2 separate regions of the Mus musculus genome follow, and region 2 is linked to region 1. Evidence: chromatin contacts called from public HiChIP or PLAC-seq data. All regions are on one chromosome and are shown on one strand. Each heading gives the region's core, a stretch centred on a gene start, on an enhancer-like site or on the middle of the called end of the contact. The rest is flanking DNA. Distances are from core to core; before and after follow the strand shown. Region 1 overlaps Tex2 (testis expressed gene 2). Region 2 has its middle 16 kb from the start of Gm39424.

Region 1 (4,283 bases), core at 1,617-4,116:
ATCTTTGGGTTTGTGTACCTGTGCGTGGGTTTGCCGTGTCCAGGTCAGGTTATATAGTCGGATAAACATCAGAAGATGCTAGATGCCTGCTCTATCTCTCCCAACCCTTTTTTTCTTACACAGGCTTTCCCCCACCTCGGGGCCAGGCTGGCAGCCACACCTTGCTGTTCTTTTTTTTTTTTTAAGATTTATTTATTTCATTTATATGAGTACACTGTAGCTGTCTTCAGACACATCAGAAGAGGGCATCGGATCCCATTACAGATGGCTGTGAGCCACCATGTGGATGCTGGGAATTGAACTCAGGACCTCTAGAAGAGCAGTCAGTGCTCTTAACTGCTGAGTCATCTCTCCAGCCCCCCACCTTGCTGCTCTTCCGTGGGCTGGAGAGTCTCAGTCTGGGCCTCCCGCCACACTACAGGAGTTTGTGCCCCTCTCTCCATTGTCTGGAGAATCTGTGGTGACATCCTTCTTTGGCCCTGGCAGTAATTTGTACTTTCCTCAAAAGCTTCTTTGTTTGAACATAAATTTCTACTACTGCTAAGTTTCCTTCTAAATCCTACATTTCCTTCTAAATTCCCATGAAACTTGCTACATGCTGGATTTCTTGGCTCATTAAATTGGAAACATTTCCTAACTTTCTTTCCACAAGCTATTTAGAAGTATGTTTCATTTTCAAAATTTTGAGAATTTTTAGGATATCTGTTACTGACTTCCAGTTTAATCACATTATGGACAGAGAACATTCTCTCTACACTTTCTCTTTTGTTAACGAGCCAACATTTGTTCATTTCTTGCACTTGAAGTACTTCTGATGGCACCCTTGGCCTGGGATTCCTTGCCACAGTCCTTAGCCACTGTACAGCTGGGGTTTCCCCTCTCCACTCTCCCAGTTACTTGTTGGCACCGACCATAATTAGGCTGACTTGGTGCGGAGCACAGGGCCTCCACCACCCTGAGATATGCAGATTTGTCACAACTGGACACAAATAAAACAAGGGGCTGGGAGATTAAGGCCATGGCAGCTTCATGAACTCCATGTTCGAGGGACAAGAGAGGCCTCCAACATCTCTTCTAAAGCAGAATTAATGTCCCCTATGGCGCCAGCAGCAATGCCTTGCCTAGCTATGACAGCAGGTTACAGAGGGGACTACGTACATCTGGGACACAAGAGTCTCTACCTCCTCCCAACTCAGCAGGGAGAAAAGTAATTTCTTTCTTTTCTTTTTTTCTGAAAGTAAGGGTTGAAACAAGGTTTCTCTATGTAGCCCTGGCTGTCCTAGAACTCAACTCTGCAGACCAGGCTGGCCTTGAACTCCCAGAGCTCCTCCTGCTTCTGCCTCCAGAGTGCTGGGACTAAAGACATGTAAACGCCTGTTAGATTTCACATGACAGGATTTTGATGACAGGTTTCCTCTTTCCTTTAGTGTTTTGAGAGAGTTATTATGTACACCAGTCTGGCCTCCAAATTGAGATCTCCCCATCTTCACCTCTCCAGCATTTAGATTTGCACTATCAAGTTCCAAGAGCACACGCTCTTGTGCTCAGCTATCAACAACGGTTCTATGTGGCTTCAAAACCAACCCCACTGGGGTCACTGGGCAGAGACTTCTCCAAATGCTTTCCTCTCTTTAAATGCATACTCATCTGTAGGGAAACTTCTATCAAGTTTTTAGCTTATTTCTCTGCTTTTCAGATTGGAAAATAGACAACACACCAAAGGTTGTTTGAACAGTCTGGCTGAACAGTCTCTGTGCACAGGTTTTGTTATCCTGAGCCCTCTAAGGACCGGCAGATCAGTTCTCTTCCTAGGTCAGTTCCTGTGTAATATGGTAAACAAAGCCAACCTTCCCCACAATGCTTCTGGGTAGCCACAGAGCAGGAGCTCAGCCCAGGAGCCTGAGGAACAGGCCCCTCCTGGGCTCTGGCTCCACTCAGCAGGACCAAAGTTCAGGGATGAGTAAGCAGTTAGCCTCTGCTGACAGCTCTGACAGATACAGGTCACACTCCATGTTCTGACAAATACCAGGGCAACCTGATCCAGAGCAATGCAAAGGAAAGGAGTTTGAGGCCGAACTACACAGATCAAACCTTACTACTCCAGTGGCAGAGGCAAGGAGCCCAGGCCATGACGCCTGCTCCAACATCTGCCCAGTCTGACCCAGGCAGCATCCCTCCCATCCTCATCTCCCCAGCTGTCCAGCTGCCATGGTCTGCTCATTTTCCCTTCCCTTTCATCTCCTGATCTCCTCCTTCCTGAAATGCCTTTGTCCTTTTATTCTAGTTGAGGCTAAAGTCCACAGCTTCCCAACCTTGGCTAGCTTTAGGAGATCTACGTGCGTGCTCACATTTGACTCTGTAGAAGACTGTGGATAGACGCCCTGGCCACCCGCAGTGTCAGCAAGAATCCCAAGAATCTGGCAGCTCGGGTTCCAACCCAGGCCCCAACACCTGCCAGCGACACCCACCGTGGGGGCTGCTCAGCCCTCAGCCCCCCACTTTTCCATCCTGTAAAGAGGCTCAGCCTAGCTTCCTGCTTTCCTCATCCCAACTCATAGTCTATGTAAACCACAACATTTCTCCATGCTGACAGAAGGCAGGGAGCATAATTCATACAGTAAGAATGGACAGTCTTAAGCACAGTGAGAAAGTACTAATGAGTACTCACAACAGCACCTGGTATCTAGGCTCTTATCGTGTCCCAGAACTTCATGTGTACCATGTGGCTTACCACACCAATTTCCTACCACCACATTCGAAACAAAGCTCAAAACAGGGGAATGACCTGCCTCTTGATGGAGACTGGTACAGCTGGGACCTGGCCTCAGATCTAGCTGACTGAGGTGTGGCCTCCAACCATGGCCCCATGACACGGCCAATAGTCTGGGCAGTGCCTTAGCAGCCTTCAGGTCAAAGCAAAGCTGACGCCTTCTCTGCCCTGGACCTGTTTTGATTGCTTTACTAAACTGCCAGCTCCACAGAGCAGGGAGAACAAGGCCCACCTCAGTCCCAGCAATGTCTCGTGACCGAGCATACGACTGAAGTCTGACTCCGAAAACAGCTCGGAGGGTTAAATGAAATCCTTGGAGCTCAGGAGCTAAACAGGCTGCCCCCAGCCCATAACTCCATGGCACTCCTGGAGACCCACAAAGGAACAAGCTCAACAATTACTTGCAAGGAGGAGACTCCGTCACTGTAATTCCTCAAGGAGAAGAATCAAAGTAAAAGACATAAAACTGCAGAGTAAGAGAATAAGAATCCTGGAGCGACAGGAACTGCTGCTGAAGCCATGTTACATGGGAACCTGGGGCAGACAAGCCTGGGGCTTAGACCAAGATGCTGGCCCAAATCAACTCAGTCTGACCCCCGAGTCTGCCTCTGAGATACCACAATACGTCAAACCAGGTCTCCCTTGCAAAATGCAGTTTCCACATACAAACCTAATTACCTCTTCCTACCATGAGCTGACCCAAATTCTCCCGGTACTTGACTGACACCCTGGGTTAGACTGCATGTGACTTGAGCAGTCAGATACACAGCGCTCAGAGTGGCATGCCTCCCAACCCCCATGTTGCCCCTCCTCCACTGCCCTCTGCACACCCATTCTAACATTCTTAACCCTAAACATAGCGGGTGAGATATTTCTCCAGCTTTATTTTGTTATAGGCATGGGAGTAGGCACAAAGAGCACCGGCACAGGTTGGTGTCGCACTCCAAGGGCCTCCTGTCGTCGTTCCACACACACCACTGAGATGTCACATAAGCCTTGCTTCTTTCTGAACCTGGGACTGTTTAAATGGAGACCGTGCATACCACTGGGACAATGACCAGTCATAGGCAGCAGCTGTCTGGGCTACAGTCTGGACCTGGGACAGCATTTAGGAAAGGTCAGGGGTTTCTCTTCAATTCTCTGCTGGACTCAGAAGCCCCGTTTGGCTGGAAGTACAAACCACAATCTATAAAGAGGGCCATTTAATCCTGGGAAAGATTAAAAGCTACAATTAACCTTTTGCAAAATAATAAAGTCTGGAGGAGCTACTATTGTGCTTGCTCCCAATCACAGTGCCAGGGAAGGGTTCAAGGCCAGCACTCTGTGCTCGGCTGGATGCTGGGCTGGCCAGAGGTCAGACCTGATCCTTTGGCCCCAGGAAGTGATGAGAGTCCTCAGTGTGGCTGGCGCCAGGGCTGACAGCAGAAACTGCAGCATGCTCTTACCCTGTGGCTACACTGGCAATGGGAACTGCCTGTCACTCAGATCCCTGCTCATCCCCAGAGAAAAGCAG
Region 2 (4,740 bases), core at 261-2,760, 430 kb after region 1:
CGCATGTGAGGACCCACACCTGTAACCCCAGCACTTGGGAAGCTAAGGAGGGAGGATTACTGTGATGTCCTGGCAAAGCCTGATTACAGAGGGAGGATTTACTCTCATTAGTGAACAACAGCAACACAGGGTTTGTAACAACAACAACAGTAACACAGAGTTTGTAACAACAACAACAGTAACACAGAGTTTGTAACAACAACAGTAACACAGGGTTTGTAACAACAACAGTAACACAGAGTTTGTAACAATAACAACAGTAACACAGAGTTTGTAACAACAACAACAGTAACACAGAGTTTGTAACAACAACAACAGTAACACAGAGTTTGTAACAACAACAACAGTAACACAGGGTTTGTAACAACAACAACAGTAACACAGAGTTTGTAACAACAACAACAGTAACACAGGGTTTGTAACAACAACAGTAACACAGAGTTTGTAACAACAACAGTAACACAGAGTTTGTAACAACAACAACAACAGTAACACAGGGTTTGTAACAACAACAACTGTAACACAGAGTTTGTAACAACAACAGTAACACAGGGCTTGTAACCTCCAAGCTGTTGACATTCCTAAGCATGGATGTGTCTTTACTGAGGCCTATTGTATGCATTATGGACGTTCAGAGGCAGTAAAATAGCCCTGTCTCACATGTGACAACCAAAACTGTCTCCACACTGTGACATGCCCCCTGAGGGAAGGGGAATTTCAAAATCTGCCTTTAGAACCAACAATTTAAATAGACTAGAATCTTAGGCTTTTTTTTTTTCTGTTTTTTTTTTTTTCCCTTAAGCCATTACCTGAAAGTTTGCTCTAATGTTTCAATGACCCAGTTAGAAATGGCAGTCATTTGAGGCCTGCTGCAGGCTGAAGCAAAGGAGGGAGGCAATTAATTACTCATTGCCTAACTCCATTCTTCCTTGCCATTGCTTTGGGCCTCTGGCTTCCCATCTGGCCACTATTTGTTGTCCAGGGTAACCAGTCTATCTCAGAGCTGGCTACCTTTCAATAATGACAGAGAGGACTTACCAGGCTTAATTAACTTAGATTTGTAAGGTTTCTTAGGAAGCCCAGAATACAATGGAAGTCTAAGATACCAGGATTCTCACATCCACGTTCTTAAAAATAACAATCCCTCCAAATGGTGGTGGTGGTGAATGCCTTTAATCCCAGTACTCAAATTGGATCTCTTGAGTTCGAGCCCAGCCTGGTCTACAGAGTGAGTTCCAGGCCAATCAAGACTACAATGAGAAACCCGGCCTCAAAACAAACAAACAAATTCCACATAAAAAGGATGACTGTCCAGAGTGTTACATGAACGGGTAAAGGGCCCTTCTGAACTGAACTTGAGGTCAGACAGAGGTAGAGAGAGACAGAGAGATAGATAACGACAGAGACAGACAGAGAGAGAGCAGGCACACGCCTTTCCAGTTGGTTGGCCTTCCTCTTAGCCTCTGCAGCAGGAAATTATTTAAAGTATTTCCTGAACAGCTGAAGTATGTTAGAAACCTGCTAGCTCTCTCCACATTAGTTCCGGGAAGGGAATGATGAGTCATTTCTTTGCACAAGGAGAGGAGAATGTCTTTCCATTTTTACCTGAAAGAGACAGGCTAGATTGTCAATGTGGGAAGCACAGAACACGCTCTGAGGACTTTTGTTTTGTTGGATTGGTCTGTGGTTTTGTTTGTTTGTTTGTTTGTTTGTTTGTTTTGTTGGGGGGGGGTTGGTGGGAGAGGACAGAGTATTACAGAGTCCCAGCTGGCTTTAAACTTGCTCTGTAGTCAAGAATGACTTTGGGGGGCTGGTGAGATGGCTCAGTGGGTAAGAGCACCCAACTGCTCTTCTGAAGGTCCGGAGTTCAAATCCCAGCAACCACATGGTGGCTCACAACCATCCGTAACGAAATCTGACTCCCTCTTCTGGAGTGTCTGAAGACGGCAACAGTGTACTTACATATAATAAATAAATAAACAAATAAACAAATAAATAAAATCTTAAAAAAAAAAAGAATGACTTTGAACTTCTGCTCTCACGTCTCTCCCAGAGACAGAGGCAGGTGGATCTCTGTGAGTTCAAGACCATCCTGCTCCCAAGACAGCCAGAGCTATCTTCGGGTTGGGTAAAAATGAAGTTAACCTCTTCCATTTTAGGCATATCACATAGCTACAACTTATCACAAGAAGAAGCTTCGAGACCCCATCCTATCTCTAGAGGTCTGTTCTCTCCATGTCTGCCTATAAATCTCCCAGTGGGTGCGTAACAAGCATTGTGCCCCAGCAAATTTGAGTCTCCCAAGCAAAACTGTACCAGGGGTCATGAGACTAAGAGATACCTGGGAGCCAGCTGTGACCTTAGCTAACAAATTCTCCCAGTACAATTACACAGCTAAAACAGTAGAGGGGTAGGGAGCAGTTGTCACCTTCAAGGGCAAAGAAGAGGTCTAGAAAAGCAGGCACTTGCTCAGGAGAGAGACAGCTCCTGAGCCAGGCTGGCCCTGCCATTTCTACATGGTTAGGAAGGAATCCTTTCCACCCCACAGTAGTGCTTGAGAAAACTCTTTAAAAAATATGTATTTATTTTATGTGTATGAGTACTCTATCTGATATACCCCTGCATGCCAGAAGAAGGCATCTGATTCCATTACAGATGGTTGTGAACCACCATGTGGTTGCTGGGAGTTGAACTCAGGACTTCTGGAAGAATAGCCAGTGAGCTGAGAGCCATCTCTCCAGCCCATTGGGTAAATGCCCAAGGAGGGGTGCATCTGCTTCCGAGGGACCTGGCTGTCTGGCAGGAGGACAAGAAACCAGATTCCCCCCCTGCCCCCAGTGACCTTCCCACCCGCTGGAACCTGCAGGGAAACTGAACCTGAAGCCAATCCCTATCCCTCCTTTTCTGGGAAAACAGAGGCAGCTCCAAGTTTCAGAGCTTCATCAAGCTTTTGGGATGAATGTCAGCTGTCGCTATCAAAATGACCGAGATTAAGCTCTAAGGGGTTGATTTTGGCTCCTGATTTGGGGCCTCTGGTAGGGATGATGGATAGCAATGAAAGGAATTGTGTGCCAGAGAAAATGCTCACACCATAGCCAGCAAGCAAAGAGAAGAGATCAGGGTCCAAGAAGTTTCCAGACAACAAATCATTACCGAACTGGATATCTTGGGTATCTCAAGCAACGGTTCTAAGGGCCAGCAAGATAAAGACATACTCCAATTACCCAGCCCAGGAGTGTTGGAACAGGACTGAACAATGAAGGATTCAGGAAGAGGTTGAAATTACCTGGGACAGCCAACCATTCAAGGTCAGTTTGTGAGTAACCTCTAGTGACCACTATTCTAGTTTCCATAAATTCCCGTGGGCCGTGTTATGGCATTAAGCCAAAGGTGAGCTAGTTTCTCCGGCCCCCGCTATGATCACTACAGCGACTCAGAGCCTGGGGAGGGGCTCCACAGTGCCCCAACTGTAGCTTCAAATAACTCAGTTGAGGAAGCTGTGCTGAGCCGGGATTATAGGTGGCTCACAGATCATCCTAGCACTTCCAGGTGAATACAGGGCTCAGGAGTAAAAGACAGGAGGTTGAATAGCATTCACCATTCGGATAAAGTACTATTGAGTGTACAAACAATCTGGAGTGTTTGGTGTGTGTTCCAAGGGAGTCAAATTTAGGGTCTTCAGAATATCAAGAAAATCCCTTACTGCTCAGATCCTGTGGGTCTTCACCAACCCGAGATAGGGTTTCTCAGTGTAGCCCTGGCTGTCCTACAAATTACTCTGCAGACCAGGCTGGCTTCAAACGTACAAAGATCCTCCTGCCTCTGCCTCCCAAGTGCTGGGATGAAAGGTGTGTGCCACCACCAATGGGCTGTAATTTTTATCTGTGATTGACAAGGGACTTGAAAAAGTGACACATACCTGTAAACACAGACTGAGACAGAGGAGTTCTAGGTTTGAGGTCAGCCTGCCTGACAATAAATAGCAGGAAAAACAATAAACTTAGGCTAGTACACGAAATATAACAGCATGGAGTTTCTGGAAAAACAGAAGTCCTTCCCAATAAAAGGTTGGAACACATCTACCGGACTTAGGTGGTAGCCCTGAATAGACCAGGCTGGCCTCCAACTCAGAGATCTGCCTATCTTCTATTTTAATTGCTAATAAAGGGCTACACAATTCAAAAAAGAAAAAAGAAAAACCCAAACAAACTAAAAAGTGTGATAAAGATGCTAACAGGGAGCTCTGCATAGTTGGTGGCTTCTGGCTGGAGGGAGGGGGGAGGATTCAGGTATCTTTTTTTGTTTGTTTTGTTTTGTATTTTGAGACAGGGTTTCTCTGTGTAGCCCTGGCTGTCCTGGCTGTCACTTTGTAGACCATGCTGGCATCAAACTCAGTAATCTGCCTGCCTCTGCCTCCCAAGTGCTGGGATTAAAGGCGTGCACCACCATGCCCGGCTCAGGTATCTTTTTTGCACTCACTCCATGCTTTGGAGTGGACTTTGACCATGCTCCAATGATTATTTGGGTAATGCAAATTGGACATGCTGTATTGGGGGGGGGAATGTGGGGACCCAAAGGTGGGAGGGTAGATCTGAGAGGAATAAAAAGGGAGTGTGAGGGCTGGTGAGATGGCTCAGTGGGTAAGAGCACCTGACTGCTCTTCTGAAGGTCAGGAGTTCAAATCCCAGCAACCACATGGTGACTCACAACCATCTGTAACGAGATCTGACTCCCTCTTCT

The links. HiChIP or PLAC-seq counts read pairs in DNA pulled down with a chosen protein or histone mark.
Region 2: a contact with region 1 is called in an HNF4G HiChIP or PLAC-seq map of pancreatic cancer cells. The contact joins two enhancer-like sites. A contact is called at or near these places in 1 of 39 promoter capture datasets (cranial neural crest), 2 of 115 datasets of contacts at active chromatin or transcription factors (double positive thymocytes and pancreatic cancer cells) and 2 of 9 other capture datasets (adipose tissue and embryonic stem cells).

Annotation. Positions count from the first base shown.
Region 1 is chr11:106,554,070-106,558,352 of GRCm38.p6, forward strand. The region is part of intron 2 of Tex2 (testis expressed gene 2); the gene reads right to left. Among named protein-coding and RNA genes, the nearest start is that of Gm22711, 55 kb to the left of the region's middle. Within about 2 kb of position 2,867, at least 131 of the 459 cell types and tissues checked have an H3K27ac peak or open chromatin away from gene starts, as enhancers often do. A contact at or near this core is called in adipose tissue and pancreatic cancer cells, where this site is marked.
Region 2 is chr11:106,981,036-106,985,775 of GRCm38.p6, forward strand. No RefSeq gene overlaps it. Among named protein-coding and RNA genes, the nearest start is that of Gm39424, 16 kb to the right of the region's middle. Within about 2 kb of position 1,511, at least 65 of the 459 cell types and tissues checked have an H3K27ac peak or open chromatin away from gene starts, as enhancers often do. A contact at or near this core is called in adipose tissue and pancreatic cancer cells, where this site is marked.